Linked DNA regions of Mus musculus: region 2 is linked to region 1. The links are chromatin contacts, called in public Micro-C maps. All regions are on one chromosome and are shown on one strand. The core of a region is the stretch at or near the end of the contact, and the rest is flanking DNA. Distances in the headings are between cores, read along the strand shown. Region 1 overlaps Aff3 (AF4/FMR2 family, member 3). Region 2 overlaps Aff3 (AF4/FMR2 family, member 3).

What was found. A called contact is a pair of places that touch in the nucleus more often than the background predicts.
Region 2: a Micro-C map of the G1E-ER4 cell line shows a contact between it and region 1, with 2.1 times the contacts expected there. The contact joins two enhancer-like sites. A contact is called at or near these places in 12 of 484 Hi-C or Micro-C datasets (the G1E-ER4 cell line, the HPC-7 cell line, astrocytes and 8 more) and 1 of 115 datasets of contacts at active chromatin or transcription factors (astrocytes).

Annotation. Positions count from the first base shown.
Region 1 is chr1:38,391,526-38,398,854 of GRCm38.p6, forward strand. All of the region lies in intron 5 of Aff3 (AF4/FMR2 family, member 3), which reads right to left. Among named protein-coding and RNA genes, the nearest start is that of Gm16150, 180 kb to the left of the region's middle. Within about 2 kb of position 2,151, at least 62 of the 459 cell types and tissues checked have an H3K27ac peak or open chromatin away from gene starts, as enhancers often do. A contact at or near this core is called in the G1E-ER4 cell line, where this site is marked.
Region 2 is chr1:38,452,072-38,459,237 of GRCm38.p6, forward strand. The region is part of intron 4 of Aff3 (AF4/FMR2 family, member 3); the gene reads right to left. Among named protein-coding and RNA genes, the nearest start is that of Aff3, 170 kb to the right of the region's middle. Within about 2 kb of position 4,815, at least 3 of the 459 cell types and tissues checked have an H3K27ac peak or open chromatin away from gene starts, as enhancers often do. A contact at or near this core is called in the G1E-ER4 cell line, where this site is marked.

The DNA.
Region 1 (7,329 bases), core at 901-3,400:
CAGCCTGGTCTACAGAGTGAGTTCCAGGACAGGCGGGACTATACAGAAAAACCCTGTCTCAAAAAAACAAAAAACAAAAGAATAGCACATTAATGGTATCAAATGAATACCTTGTTTTAAAGTTCTACTATCTGTGCTGTAGTAGATTTTGGTGGGGACCACTGCTTTGCCTCTTCCAAAAAAAAATATATATTTTTTTCTTTTTGGATGCGTCTGCACACCCACTCTTCTAAACAACCATCCTGGCAGTGTCATTAGATACTGATGTAAACAAATTCCATGCTGTGCAGTGAAATGCTCCTCCAGTGGCCTTGGTTTTGTTCTTTATTTGGAGGTCTGTGTTCATGTATCCAGGAAGTGAGGTACACGTGAGTTCCCCTGGGACTTGCACTTTGTCTCCCCCCTTTGCAAAGCTCTTCTACTTTATACCCTACTATGTTTTTTGACTTTGTGTTCAAGAACGGAGTCAGGGAAGAAAGATGGTGTCTATGCTCTGATTGCTACTCGGGCTTCCACTGGGGTCCTGACAGGGCATCCCTCTTGAGCCTTCTAGCCCATTGGCCATTGCACAAATCCCTACCCTTCCCCAAGGAGTAGCACTTTAGCTTCCTCCTGTCCTCCCCTGGTCAGCGAGGCTTCCAGCAGGGTCCCTCATGATGCATTTCTGGTACGCCTGCTTTTGTGCCCCGGGGCTGAGAGAAGGTGAGTGTATGTTTTGGCAGAGGCTGTAGCTGCTGTAGCTGTTGCTCACTCCCCTCCTCTGTAGAGGGATGCAGCTCTGCAGGCTGACCTTCTGTGTCCTTCCTGTAAGCTGAGACTCTGATCAGGAAGAGAGGCAGGGTACATGGGTCTGTCTGGATGGATGTTCATAGGTGAGGTCAGGATTCTCCCAGGTCTCCCCTACAGGTGCCAGGTAGAGACAAAACCTGCCAGAGGGGGCGAACCTACTAGCATGAATTGTTCATGGCTGTGAGCCTACCTTTAACCTTTAGCAAGTATTTCAGTTTCTAGTTGGACTTCTCATAGGTATCATGGCCTTGATTATTCTCTCATGTAAGTAACACCCAGGTCTCGTGTTGTCCTGAAGCGCCCCCTGCCCCCAACATACACACACTCTATAGCTTGAGCTGTTTGCTCTGCAACTTGAGGTCTTCTGAGTTTTGTGAAAGTCACTGATGTCCTGGTCCTCTGTCATTTTCTCTCACAGTGGGGCCAGTGTTCCTAAAGGAAGTCAGCTCTAAGCTACAAGATGATTAATATTTTAGGGAGAACTTTCTCAAGTTCTGTGCAGTTAATTCTACACCTAGTGAGACACACTGACCACTGTTGTGCTAGAAAATAAAACTCATCAAGAGACCCTGCTTCCAATGCTGGGTATTTCATGCACTGTTCTTCGTGTTTCAAGTAAACACAGGTTAACATCATGAACGATTCACACAGATGAGACCTTCCACCAAAGACCAAGCCAAGCTTGGTAATTTTGGACACTGTTTAGTTCCTACAAAGACATGAATTTTCTACATGTAAACTTCCACTTCTTCCTTCAGAGACAAAAAGCTATCAACCAACTGCTTATCAAACAAATGGCCCACCAGGGGGTGCAGTCTGCACTGGTTTCTGTTGTGGTCGCTCACTGTATGGACCTGAACTGTGGCAAAACCACTTTAAGAAGTGACTCAGAACATTCTACTGCTCCAAGAAAGACTATTCTTTGTGTTTTATTGTTTGACAAGCAATTTCAAAAGATTTTTTTTTAACACTTTTGTCTTACAAATTAGGGCCAAGTTGTAAAGAAACTAAGCAAGTATTTAAATTCCTCAGGGAAGTTCATACTAATGTTAAGTCTTTCCTATAATCAGTAATACTTTAGCAAAAAAAAAAAATTAGCAAATATCCTAGAACTATATGTTCTATACTGAGATTTCAAGTCAGCGTCATTTCTAACAAATCTGAAACGTCATTTCAACAGTAAGAACGAAGGCAGCTAACGGCTGTCAGTTCCAAAATAAAATGTTTGTTCTAGTCACAGGTTTACAGAGCTCTCCTCCAGAAGCACATGTAATGAATGAAGACACGCTGTTAGACATGCTGATTCACTGGGACACGTGAGTTCGAAAATGTATCTAGCAGGAGCCGTTCCAGGCATATGCAACAGTGGATGAGAACAGCGGCTTTCCCTGGGAAAATGAGTGTGCCCCACACTGCAGTCTGCACTGGCTCTAAGTCACATGCTCAGTAAGCTACTGCTTAAGGCAGACTCAGCTGGAAACTCTTCCCCTGGCAGCCAGGAGGGCGGTGGCTTCTGCACTGCAGTCCCACCTGCTGGGTCCTTACTCTGGGTCTTTGCCTTCTCCTCCCCCTGAGATCCAGTGCTGCTCTTCCTGAGGTGACAAGGGGACTACCGTGTACCACAGGGCTCCCAGAGAGTAGTAACCACCCAGGCCATTGCAAAAAAAAAAAAAAAAAGAAAAAAGAAAAAAAAAAGTCTGGCATTTTGAGGTGTGTTGTTAAATAACTGATTATGTATGCTCCAGGCTGACACACAGGGACTATCAAAGTGTCTCTCTGCTTGCACAGTTCCTTCATGGGGTGGCTTAGACATCCAAAGCCTCGGTCCTATACTTCAGGAACAGTTAGCAGCCCCCTCCTACCCTCCACAAACAGAAACAGTCAAAGCAGCCATGATGTGTCTTCTTCAGGCTGAAGGGAGTGAGGTAGACTAGATCCAAGGGTCTTGAGGTACTTGCGCAACAGTCAGTCGGATGTTTAAAAACATGCGATTGGTTTTTGTTTTGTTTTGTTTTTTTAACACAGTTGTTCCTGGGTAGCCACTGGGGATTGGTCCCCTGAAGGCATGCAGATCTGTAAATGCTCAAATCCTTTGTGTAACACGGTACGGTTTTTGTACAAAACCTACAAATGCCTTCCCATATGGTTTATGTCATCTCTAGATGACTAGAATACCCAACACAATGTGTTGAACAATGACTAGTGACATGGAGCAAGTCTAAGCATGTAAGCACAGATGTGGACATACTAGGTCTCACATCATGGCTCAGCACTGAGGCACGAGGCAGCGGACACCACACTTGAATCGCTGGAGAGAGCCTGGGATCTGTGAGGAGGTGGAGGCTGCAGGGGCCACACCCACACATCACACACACTCAGCGACAGCCTTGGCACACCATTCAGACTGTGGAGCTGCTTTCAGGACTCGTTCCTATGCTCCACAGGCCTGGGGAGCCTGTGGGAACAGAGGACTGGCTGTACTCTGCAGGGTATAAAAGAGCCCCAGGCTGCACAGTGGGAGACCTCAGTTTAAACTCTGCTCTGTGTGCTATGGCCTCTACCTCTCTCTTTCTACCTGGAAGACAGGGAGGGCACTACAATGAGGGAACACGGGTAACTCATGTGAAGGACACCCCAGCAGCACATGTTAAGCCAGGCTGCAGGGAATAGTGGAATAATTGAAGCATACTTCCAATCATGGAACTTGTTTAGCCTCGGATATTTCCTTTCATGTTTATGGGTAAAGGGTTCAGGACATGTCCTCTGAAGGTCTGTGAGTTTTCCTGACACTAACACAGTAGGCTTTGGGTGGAGGGATTTTCAAACCCAAATGATTGCTAATCTTGTTTCTTAAATATTCCTTCTGACTTACTACTTTGTTCTCTGGCCCTTTAGTTGAGTTTCCTGTAGAGGCATGTGCTTTTGCTTTTGATGTGGCACATACTTGAAAAAAAAAAACCTTATTAAACAGAGGAGCCCCATGGCACCTGGAGCTGACGCTCCATCCCCGGCCTACTCCGAACAAGTCTCCCTTTGTGTTCTTTTGTGCTAAAGTGATTAATCATCTTACCATCCAAGGGCTGCTGACAATCTTTCTAGATGATTCCGGCTACCGTGACCTCCACCCCCACCCCCCAGCATCAGCACTTGTCTCTCACACTCCTGGAACCTCTTCTTTATTCACACACAATGGGCCGGCTCCTCCTTTCATACAACAATAACCAGCTACGTTTACATCTCGCCTTTTTCCCTCCCGAGTTCGGGGCTCAGGTCAGGCAGGATGTAGTGATGACTTCAATGAGCAGGCAAGGAAATGAAAAGTTAAAAAGTCAAGATGATGAAGCCTGTTGGCAGAGCGGAGGGGGGCTCTCTCCCTAATGGAAGGGGACCTGTTGTGGCTTCTTTTCTGGGTTACATCATTCTCAGAACACACGATGCCTGGGGATTCTTTTCTCCATCTTCCCCTTTCCTCTGGTGAGCATCAACACTCTTCTGAGGCTCTGTATTTGAAGACCATGGAGGTCAGCCTTGGCCTCACCAGGCCCTTAATCTCTAATTTGGTTTTCTGAGACATGGCTGAGGTAGGACTCAGGAGCTGATCATTTAAAAACAAGTGTTCAACAGCAATTCTTGCTAACTTTAAACTTTAAAAAGCCCATCTGTTTTGTCCTCTTACAAGTACATACTGTTAAAATGAATTTTAAATGCATATTTAAAGAAATGACCCCACATATAAATTATTCCTTGAGATGGAAAAGCTAAACTTGGAGAGGAGACAAACATATGTAAGTAGTCTGAAACATGCTCATTAGGATGAAATACCACGGTGATTTCAAGTGTGGAGTTCATATCTGCAACAAATCTGTACTTGAAAATATTTACAGGTAGCCAAAGCCTAGAGTTTTAAACTGTTGTGTCATAGACTGATAATAAGAATGAAGTTTTTTTTTTTTTTTAAAACCCAGGGCTTTCTGTATCAGAGGCAGGGAATGAGTTTATCCTCTGCCCCCTCTGTTCTTGATATTTTAAAGCCAATTTCAGAAAAAATTGGCTTTCTAAGTTTTTTTAGTTCAAATGAGCTAAATATCTGTAAGATCAGATAGGTAAAGAATGATGCCTTATTTAAAATATATAATAGTTCCCAGAATAGATGCTCTCATCTTTCAAGTCTCTATCTCTTCTATCGTCAAGCTATCATTATCTATGTTAGAAATTATTTTTCAGAGATCTGTGTGCATACAATGGTAATTTGCATCAAATCAATGTAATTCCACAACCCTCAATTTGGAAAAAAAAAAAGTAACAGAGAACACTGTGTGTGGTTTTCATAATAAATACAAGTTTTAAATATGAGCCTTGAGCTGATCACTCTGGGTGGATGTTTTAATTTTTTTGAGAGACGTTTTGCATAGACCACATTAGCAGTGAAATCGCTTTGACTTGCAGCCCTTGATTCTACAGTAGCAACATGCTAATTAACCAAATTATCCTTGCAAACTTATTATCTTGATTTCTCCAACTTGTAAAATTCATTATCTATCAAAATGAAAAACCCAATCTCATAAAAGACAATCAAGACGCAGGCGGCAGATACAAAAGGCCCAGGCTTTCCTGATGTGCTGCAGTAACAGCCAGATTCTCTTCCACTTCTGACCACCAATCACTGGCAGTAAACTTTCATCTCTGTTTACCATGTGGTGTGTGATACGGCGGTGCTGGTAGTCCCCAGAGAAGTAATGTTTTAAGGGAAAAACCACCTCAAGTGTTTTTGCTATAGTTCTGGAAGACAGTATGAAGATCAGGAACAAGTAACAAGCATTCATTCACTCATTCATTCATTCATTCATTCATTCATGCATGCCTCCTTATACACTTGCTCAGCATTTATTAAGCATCTCTTATGGGCTCGTCAACGCAGATGGACCAGTGAGAGATAAGAAAGGCTCCCAGGTAACGGGTATTAGAAAGTGAACACAGGTTCTTGGGATCACAGACTAGGAGCCGCTATCTCGGATCTGGGGAATGAGAAAGGTTCCTAGAGAGAATGCTGCATCAAGGGGAAAAAAAAGGAGTCAGTCAGCTGAATTTGTGGCCTGAAGGTAAGTAATCGAGGCAGGACCCAGGGGTAGAGCCAGAGGTGGTGACAGTCTTGCAGAGAAGGAATTAAAGTTTGAAGTGCAGACTGGGAAAACATGGCTGGACCAACATACGGGGGCTGAGAACACAGGGCATTGCAGATCACAGCCAGGAATCTGGCTGTCCTGAGCTTGGGAGAGGCTGGTAAAATGTAGGCTTTGGGAAGCTGGTTCTGTGCACACTGTGGCGAGCTAGTTAGACAGGGGATAGATGCCAAAGGTCAGTGGGCAACCTCCTGGAATAATCTAGGCTGGAAAGGGTGGTGCTCTGACCTGGACAGGAGGTGGGGGAATAAGAGGGGGCGGGGAAGGAGAGAAAGGGGGAGGAGGGAGGGAGAATGAGAATATGAAAACTTGTTTGGAGAAGAACTGACTGAGAGGGAGGCAGGCGGAGAGAAGGATCCAATAGCTTTAGCAGCCACTTGACAACAATATTCACCCAGGAGGAAAAGGTGTTAAGAGATGTGAGGTAAGGTTAAGGTAGAGGTGTTAAAAACCTGTGGGAATGGGGATAGCCGGACAGGTGAGCATGACATCCAGGAAACAGAACAGGGTTCAAGGAATACATCAGCACCTATCAGCAACGAGAATAACAGGAGGAGATAATGAAAGCCACCAACATCCCAGATAGCTAGAGGAAGGGAGGACATGAAAGCCAGGAGGAATCTTAAAAAAGGGTACAGTGGGGAGAGATGCCAGACACGCACTTGACCACAAGTGCTGCCATGAGCATCATCCCTGTGCCCCCCATGAGCATGTGTGGGGTCGTGACCTTCTCAGTACAAGTTGATTTACAGGTATGGAACGAAAGTCAGGCAGCAGAGAAGGCAAAGTGGGAACTAAGCTGCTGAGAGCTTAGCCTCCCTAGGAGTTGGGGAGGAGCTCCAGGGAATGCAGCTCTGGAGAAAACCCGCCTTGTCTCTATGATTTGTTGTTGTTGTTGTTGTTGTTGTTGTTAGTCAGATCAAAGTGCTTTGGAACACTTACACGTGTACTCCGAATACAGGAAGCTACCGGAGACACAGTGGTTACAAAGCAGTAGAAATGCTTGCTAGCTCTTGAGTCAGCTACAGTGGAGGATGGGGTGTGGGAGCATGGGAGAGGGTTGGTCCCAAGTGGGAAGAGAGCGCCCAGAAGGAAGGAGGGAGGGGCAACATGGAAGAATGGCCAAGTGTCTAGCATCAGCAGCCTGGATTACAGGGCTCCAGGAAGGTGGGGTCTCTGCCCGGTTCACTCAGCTATCCTGGTGCCCAGAACCGTGAGAAGCTGAAGCCAGCAGGTCCTACGACACCCAAGGGAGATGCTAGTCTGCCAAGTACAGGGACTGTGAAACACTTACTTGGGGTCAGTGGCACAGCAAGCAGATCAGCCCAGTCAGGCATTCCCAAACGCTGGCCACACCAAA
Region 2 (7,166 bases), core at 3,565-6,064, 63 kb after region 1:
CCCTGCCCTCTAGTCCTCATGGACAACTTTCTCAAAGAGGCTAGAGAGCACCGAAGCCTCACCTGCACTCGGGTTCCCAGTGTCTCCACGGCTTTCCTGACCCTCCAGTAGACCCGCCCTGCAAGCCATGCTAGCTTTAATTAAACCCACACTCTCCCCTCCCCTGTCCTCTCCCTCTATCCTCTCTCTTTTTCCTCCTCTTCTTCCTCTCTCTTCCCTCCCTCTCTCTCCTCTCTCTTCTTCCTCTCCCCCTCTCCCCATGGACCAAGGTAAATCAAGTCTCAATGACAAACCTCAAGATATAGACATTTTCCTATATTGTGGTCTCTAATTAGGGAATGGTACTTACTCCCTCGCATCTGCCTGGCTGGGAACCTAGAGTCTGTCTGTCCCACCACACTGTACCTCATCCCCTAGCAGGCCTGAAGACCTGTCTTCTCCACAGAAGCCTCACTCTTCCTGCTCTGTCATGTGCCTCAGACATAATAGGCTGGTCTTTCCATAGGTAAAAGGCAGATGACCTCAGATTCGAACTCTCAGAACCGTAGGCCAAAATTGCCTTTCATCTTTATAAGTTAAATACCTCAAGTATTTTATCATAGTAACACAAAGCTGACTGGTACATATCGATTTTCTCGCTGAAGCCATAATAATCTTTCCAGGAGACCCATCTCATTTTGCCAGTTCCCTACTCAAGGTACTTTGACAGCTGTGCCCTTAAAACAAAAGGCCAACTGCTTGTCAGAGCTAAGAAAGCCCTTTAAGAGGGCATGGAGTCCTCTTTGAATTCTTGTCACCCCATATTCAATCTCTTCCTGATTACACCCACATTTTCAGATTTTTTTTTAAAGCTGACTCTCCATTTCTCCACATTGCTTAAATATCTGCTTGGGTATAATATTTTGCCTATCTGACATACCGGTCCTTTACTAACTGTTCGTACCAAGTCCTACATGTGGCAGCCATTAATGTTGCTCATCAAATACAGAATTCAGACACACGTGAAAGAACATTTGCTCCTCACTGTCGGGAGGCAGAGGCAGGAGGATTTCTGATTTTTTTTTGAGGCCAGCCTGGTCTACAGAGTGAGTTCCAGGACAGCCAGGGTTATTCAGAGAAACCCTGTCTGGAAAACAAACAAACAAACAAACAAACACAAAAATTGTAAGCTCGTGGATTAAGATATGGAATAAGCGTCAATAAACAGCATCTTTTGTATCTCTGTAAATTCTAAGAAAGGGAAGCTGTATGCTACAATGATTATAATGTATTATGCGATGTGTATATAAATAGAGGAAATACAATTTCTCCTTTATGAGCACAGAAATGGAATAATTACTTAAAATCAAAAAGTGATGGGCCTCCCCATTGGTGGAAGGTGTTCAGAGAATGCTTTGCACACACACATCTTTGTACAGGTCTGAGTGTGTTTAGAAGGATTCAGTGTCTGGCTCGATAATGCAGGTGTACCTCATTTTACATGACAAGCATGCTATTACAACTTCATGCAAATCAAATTTTTGTGAATCAAGGTTGATTTAAGATGTCCCATTTGAACAAATTTCATGTTAATTCCATGTTAAAGGGGATAATCACCTCCAAATGTGACTTTCCTGAATAAACCAGACATTCACAATTGGATTTAATTAAAGCAATATCATAAAGTAATTAAATAGATTTCACTCACCAAATGAAAACCAAGGAGAAGCCAGCAATGTGCTACAGGTACACACACATTACCAGCGCCCTCCACAATACAAACAACACATGATTGGGCTGTCGGGAAGACTCTTGTGTGTAATGAGAGAAAAATGCAGGAAAGCTAAGCATTTAGACTGTGGAATCCCATTTGATCTACTAATTCAATGTTTTTCTTTTTTCCCTTTTTTCTTGACTTAAATTATCAAGGACAGAATTCTGTATCAGAATATCAGAGTCTCTCTCTCTCTCTCTCTCTCTCTCTCTCTCACACACACACACACACACACACACACAAACACACACCCCACACCCTCAGGTATAAAAATTAGTCTTAGTGCCATCTCAATGGTAGGATTAATATAGTTGTATTACCACTTCCCACCCCAACAATGCTTAAGTGTACCACATACCAAAATCTTAAGCACCCTCTAAGGAGACAAAGTCCCCCAGGCACTGTGAGGTGCACTCCACATTTGGGAATGTTTGACCGTTAAAAATCATGCAACATGGTAGTCAGAAAAGGCACCAGATGTTAGAAAACACACAACATGGTTATCAATGCTATAAACTCATAAGGCACATATACGCTTCATCCAGAACATGGGGAAAAATGAACAATACCAAAACCCTGTTTGGTGAGTGCCTTTAAAAATCTGGATATCTGAAACATAACAAGATATGTAGATGTCTTTTACTTATTAAAAATTGTGTCTAAATCTTAAATAAAATATTGTGATTAAAAGAAAATATTGTGATGGTGTAGGCTGAGTTTTCCTGACTCAAAATGCTTTGAGGCAGACGTGTTTGGATATTTCATTGTTTTATCAGGCTTAGAAATATTTCCTAGGTATAACAAGGTGTCTTGGAGATAGGACTGTAGTTTGAATCTGAAACTCACTTGTTTCATGTAACCTTATACACACACCCTGAAGATGACTTTACATAGTATTTTTTTTATTAATTTCATGCACAAAAAAAGGTTGTGGATGCTGACCTATCAGACCAAGCATGTTGTGCTAGAGTCCCCAAAGTTTCAGGTGCCACGACGCTTCCGCATTCCAGAATTTCAGACCAGAGATGCTCATGTCCAGTTCATTTACAGACCAAGTTAATGTCTCCTTTAAAATCACAGCTCAGGTACTGAAAGCATAAGTAGCAATAAACTACACAGAGGCTTCCAGAAATGCACTTGGAGATTAAGACAGAGGGAAAACCACAATCGAATCTACTTGCTTTATTTAAGTAGATCTTGAAGGGATTTATCCTAATCTACTACTCTGCTGTACTGTGAGATAAAAGCTTTACGCTAAGGTCTTCACTTGCCTGGAGTATATCCTGTACATCTGAAGTGTCTTATCTAACGGACAGAACACCCGCATGGACCTGCCTCCTCATCACACCCACCCAAGCGGTAAGGTGCCCTGCATCATAACTGTTAATGACCAGATGATGTTGCCAATCCCGAGTGTTCCTGCGTCGGGTATGGGGAAATCTCTGTTGCTAAACTCCTCTGTTGTATTTATTTTGCTTAGCTGACATCTTCCAGCATCCTTTTTTAAGTCATTTCTACTCGACACAGAGAAAAAAATGCAGCAGTGTCTGCTCCTTGCTTAAATTCACCAAGTTGAAACCAACCAGTTATCTTACACAACTTCCCTACTAACTTCATCCCATATCTGAGAGGCCTGCTCTTTTCTCTCATGCGTGTTCTGCTTTTCCAGAGGCTACCTGTGCTGTTACAGATAGCTTTCCATCTATACTCTACTGGGAGTGAAAAATGGGCTTCCCTGAAGCTTGCCGTCCCTACCAGGGCTGAGACCCAGCCTTCTCTATGCTCAAAACATGGCAAGGCAGAGTCTGCACCTCTAAAGGATAGCTATGCATGGACATCGCACCCCGCCTTGACAGTGAAACCCATGTCTCCTGTGAAATGGCAAACCCATCATTTCTAATGGTTGGATGGGGCAGCACTTACAAATGCATTCGACTTGGCTAAATTTAGACTGCAGGAAAAAAGGCTATCCAGAAACACACTTTGGCTTGGGGCCTTTTCATGTGGCTTTGAATTAATTTATCTTGCACCCTTTACTCCCCGCATCTTGTGAGACAAACGCCAGCTGATTGAGAAATATCTGAACACTGCCATTTTAATGCTCTGATTTAGACATCGAATGCAGCTGTCAATTATAAGAGGGTTCACTTTCTATTGATTTATTTTTCAATGCAAGAAAATTTGGTAGCTTGGACATTTTGTCTCTTTCTTCAGTAGGAAACTTTCTTGTGTCATGTTCCTTGGACCCTGTATTAGTCAGGGTTCTCTAGAGTCACAGAACTTATGGATAGTCTCTATATAGTAAGAGAATTTATTGATGACTTACGGTCGGCAGCCCAATTCCCAACAATGGTTCAGTCGCAGCTGTGAATGGAAGTCCAAGGATCTAGCAGTTACTCAGTCTCACACAGCAAGCAGGCGAAGGAGCAAGAGCTAGACTCCCTTCTTCCAATGTCCTTATATTGTCTCCAGTAGAAGGTGTAGCCCAGATTAAAGGTGTGTTCCTTAAACTCGGAGATTTAATCTTCTGGAATCCATAGCCACTACGGCTCAAGATCTCCATACCAAGATCCAGATAAGGATCTCCAAGCCTCCAGATAAGGGTCACTGGTGAGCCTTCCAATTCTGAATTGTAGTTCATTCCAAATATAGTCAAGCTGACAACCAGGAATAGCCACTACAGACCCCACCCCAGGAATCCTTCTCCACGTGGAAGACATTTCACCTGAGCCTGGCCAGTCACACAAACCTATGTAACTCTGCAACTCTAACTCGGTCCACATGTTCCTCATCTTCTTCTTCTTCTCTGTTGACTTCCTCTCCATCTCCCTCATGGCAGAACCCAGATGATGAGACTCTGTCTCCAGTAACATGTGGGGATGTGATGGTGTCTCTCTCCCACAAGGTCTTTCTGCTCTTCCTCACACCTGGTGTCTGTGTCCTAACAGAGCTGCCATCAGGACACCTGCTCAGACTTATGCCAATCTAATGTTGCTCGTTTTGAGGAGAGCTCCCCCTGAGAACTTACACAACAATGTTGGCTGTCATAGAGAGCGGCCAGCCAGGACGGTCCAGGCCAGTGGCCTGTGCACGTGCTCTGATGCTTCCATAGTGACGGCCCTGCTTACTTCTGCCTGCTTCTGCTTAGAAATAAAGAGTGCCTGTCAGTCATTTTGCTACTTATCTTAGAAGCCTGACACTGGGGTGGACAGAGGAGGGTGTGCACCACCTTCCTGTTTGCCCTCTCTCCTCTCCTGTGTTCATCCCTGACTCCCGACCCAGAATGCAGTACCCTGTCCACTTCCACACAGCAGTTCAGGCAGCAGTAGCAGGGCCAGGCTTTTGTTTCTATTTTAAGAACAGTAACGGATATTCATGAGTTTAATTTAACTGTCTATTTACTAACAGCCCCACTTGTTAAGAGCTGCAATAAACCAACTGAAAAATTAAACTCTACACTCCCACATGCCCTAAGTCATACATTAAGGGCCCCATCATTAGGAATTCGGCCAGCGGTCATAGAGTGGCGCAGACCCTGATGTCTGTGTTTGGGTTTTATCTAAATGTTACTATGTATCACACCCTCCTCTGCCACTACAGAAATACAATTTTTATTATGCTTGTTGATTTCCCTTGTATTTGATGAATAAGCTGATATACTTTTTCTGCATGAGAAAAAGAATATTAAATCCAGTCCTGAGGAATGTGTGGCTGGAGACAAAGAGGAAAGAACTCTCATAAGTCCTAACGATATTTAACACACCTCCTCTCCTTTCTCTTAAGCCAGCTGAGTTCGGGCCATTCTTAGATTTGAGGAAGCCATTACAAAGTCAAGAGAAAACCCTAAATAAATAATACATCAACTGTCAAACATACAAAACCGCAGTGACCGTCCTTTGTGGGCTGCTCTTGCCAGAAGAAGAGTTAACAGTGAGGCCAGATTTTAAATATGGTGATGTCAGCTATCTGGGCAGCCATGATTGGGATGGTAAGGCCATGGCAGATGTTAGGGTGGCAGAATCCTCAAGATCCCACATCAGCATTATTAACCCATCTTACAGAGAAGGAAGCAGAGGCAAGAAGGTTAAGAGACATCCCCAGGTACAGAATTAGGAGACAGAAGCGGTGGGCTTGAGACTGGGTTTTCAGCCACCCGCTGGACATTTATGGACATTTAAGCTGTAGCACAGGGACAAACCCTACTATCTCTGTTTGGTGTCAGAGAACTGTGACACTGTGCTATGGTGTCGAATTCTAAGAGCTGGGTATCTAAAGGCGGTTTAACATTTTACGAGCTTGACATGGTGAAGGTTAACTCCTCTGATGATTCATCAAGATGTCTTGTTAAAAGTGGCAGAATTATGACTGGCAGAGCAATAGACTCAAGTGAAAGAGAGGAGGAGAAGCCTTTTCAGCCTGGTCACTGGGTCACAGCAGAGGATTCCTTCCAATGATTCCAGGATCAATGGGAGGGATACATTGTTTCAGCCCAAAGGAGAACAAGGTTACATTCACATTCCCGGGAGAATGTAACTAACTTCCTAACTTCCTGAGTAACTGGTCCCCAAAGGGCTCCATTTATTAACATTAGAACACTGCATCATCAGAGACATACGAGGGGAATCAGCAGCAGCCTGTAGGAACACATCTGCTCATAAAACTCTCAATAGACTGGACATAAGCTTAAGCTTTATGTGTGATGGCAAGCACAGCGTACAACTACTACTTTGTCATTTATATTGATAAAAATTATTAATCAAGATCACAACCGGGGCATATATGATTCCAAATACCACATAGCTTGTTTTAACATGTCATATTTATAAACAGGCTGCATGCCTCAGTAGGACCCAATAAATAACCTCTCTGCATCACTGACTCTGAAGACTACCTCATCAGGGTCCTTTGCAATCACATAGAACTTTCATAGCGTCATATTTTCAATACAATAAATATAGTTGAATTTCAACCAAATGAGTCCCTGAGATCAGCAGGAGAGAGACACAAAGTCACAGGTTCAATCAAGAAATTTCAAATTCAGTGAGAATCAGACTCTCACAGGGCACTGTGTCCTTAATCCGAATCATGGAAAAACAAATTCTTATATACTAGGCTATAATTTTTGCCCCAGACAAAATATATGTCAATGAGCAAAACAGATTATTGCTTTGTTGTGTTGTGTTTAATGGTAGCTTATGATGTAGCATAAGATGTAGCATATGATGTAACTAGCCCAAACATCCCATGAGAGGGGAATACGGAGAGGTGTGTGACTGGCATTCTCTTTGCAGAGGCAAGGACTAAGTGTAAACAAACAAAGAAGACCAAAAAAAATCCTCCATCCACATATCTTATCTCCATGAATCTGAACCCCATTACCGTCTGGGTTCACAGTTATATTTTTTCGAAAGCT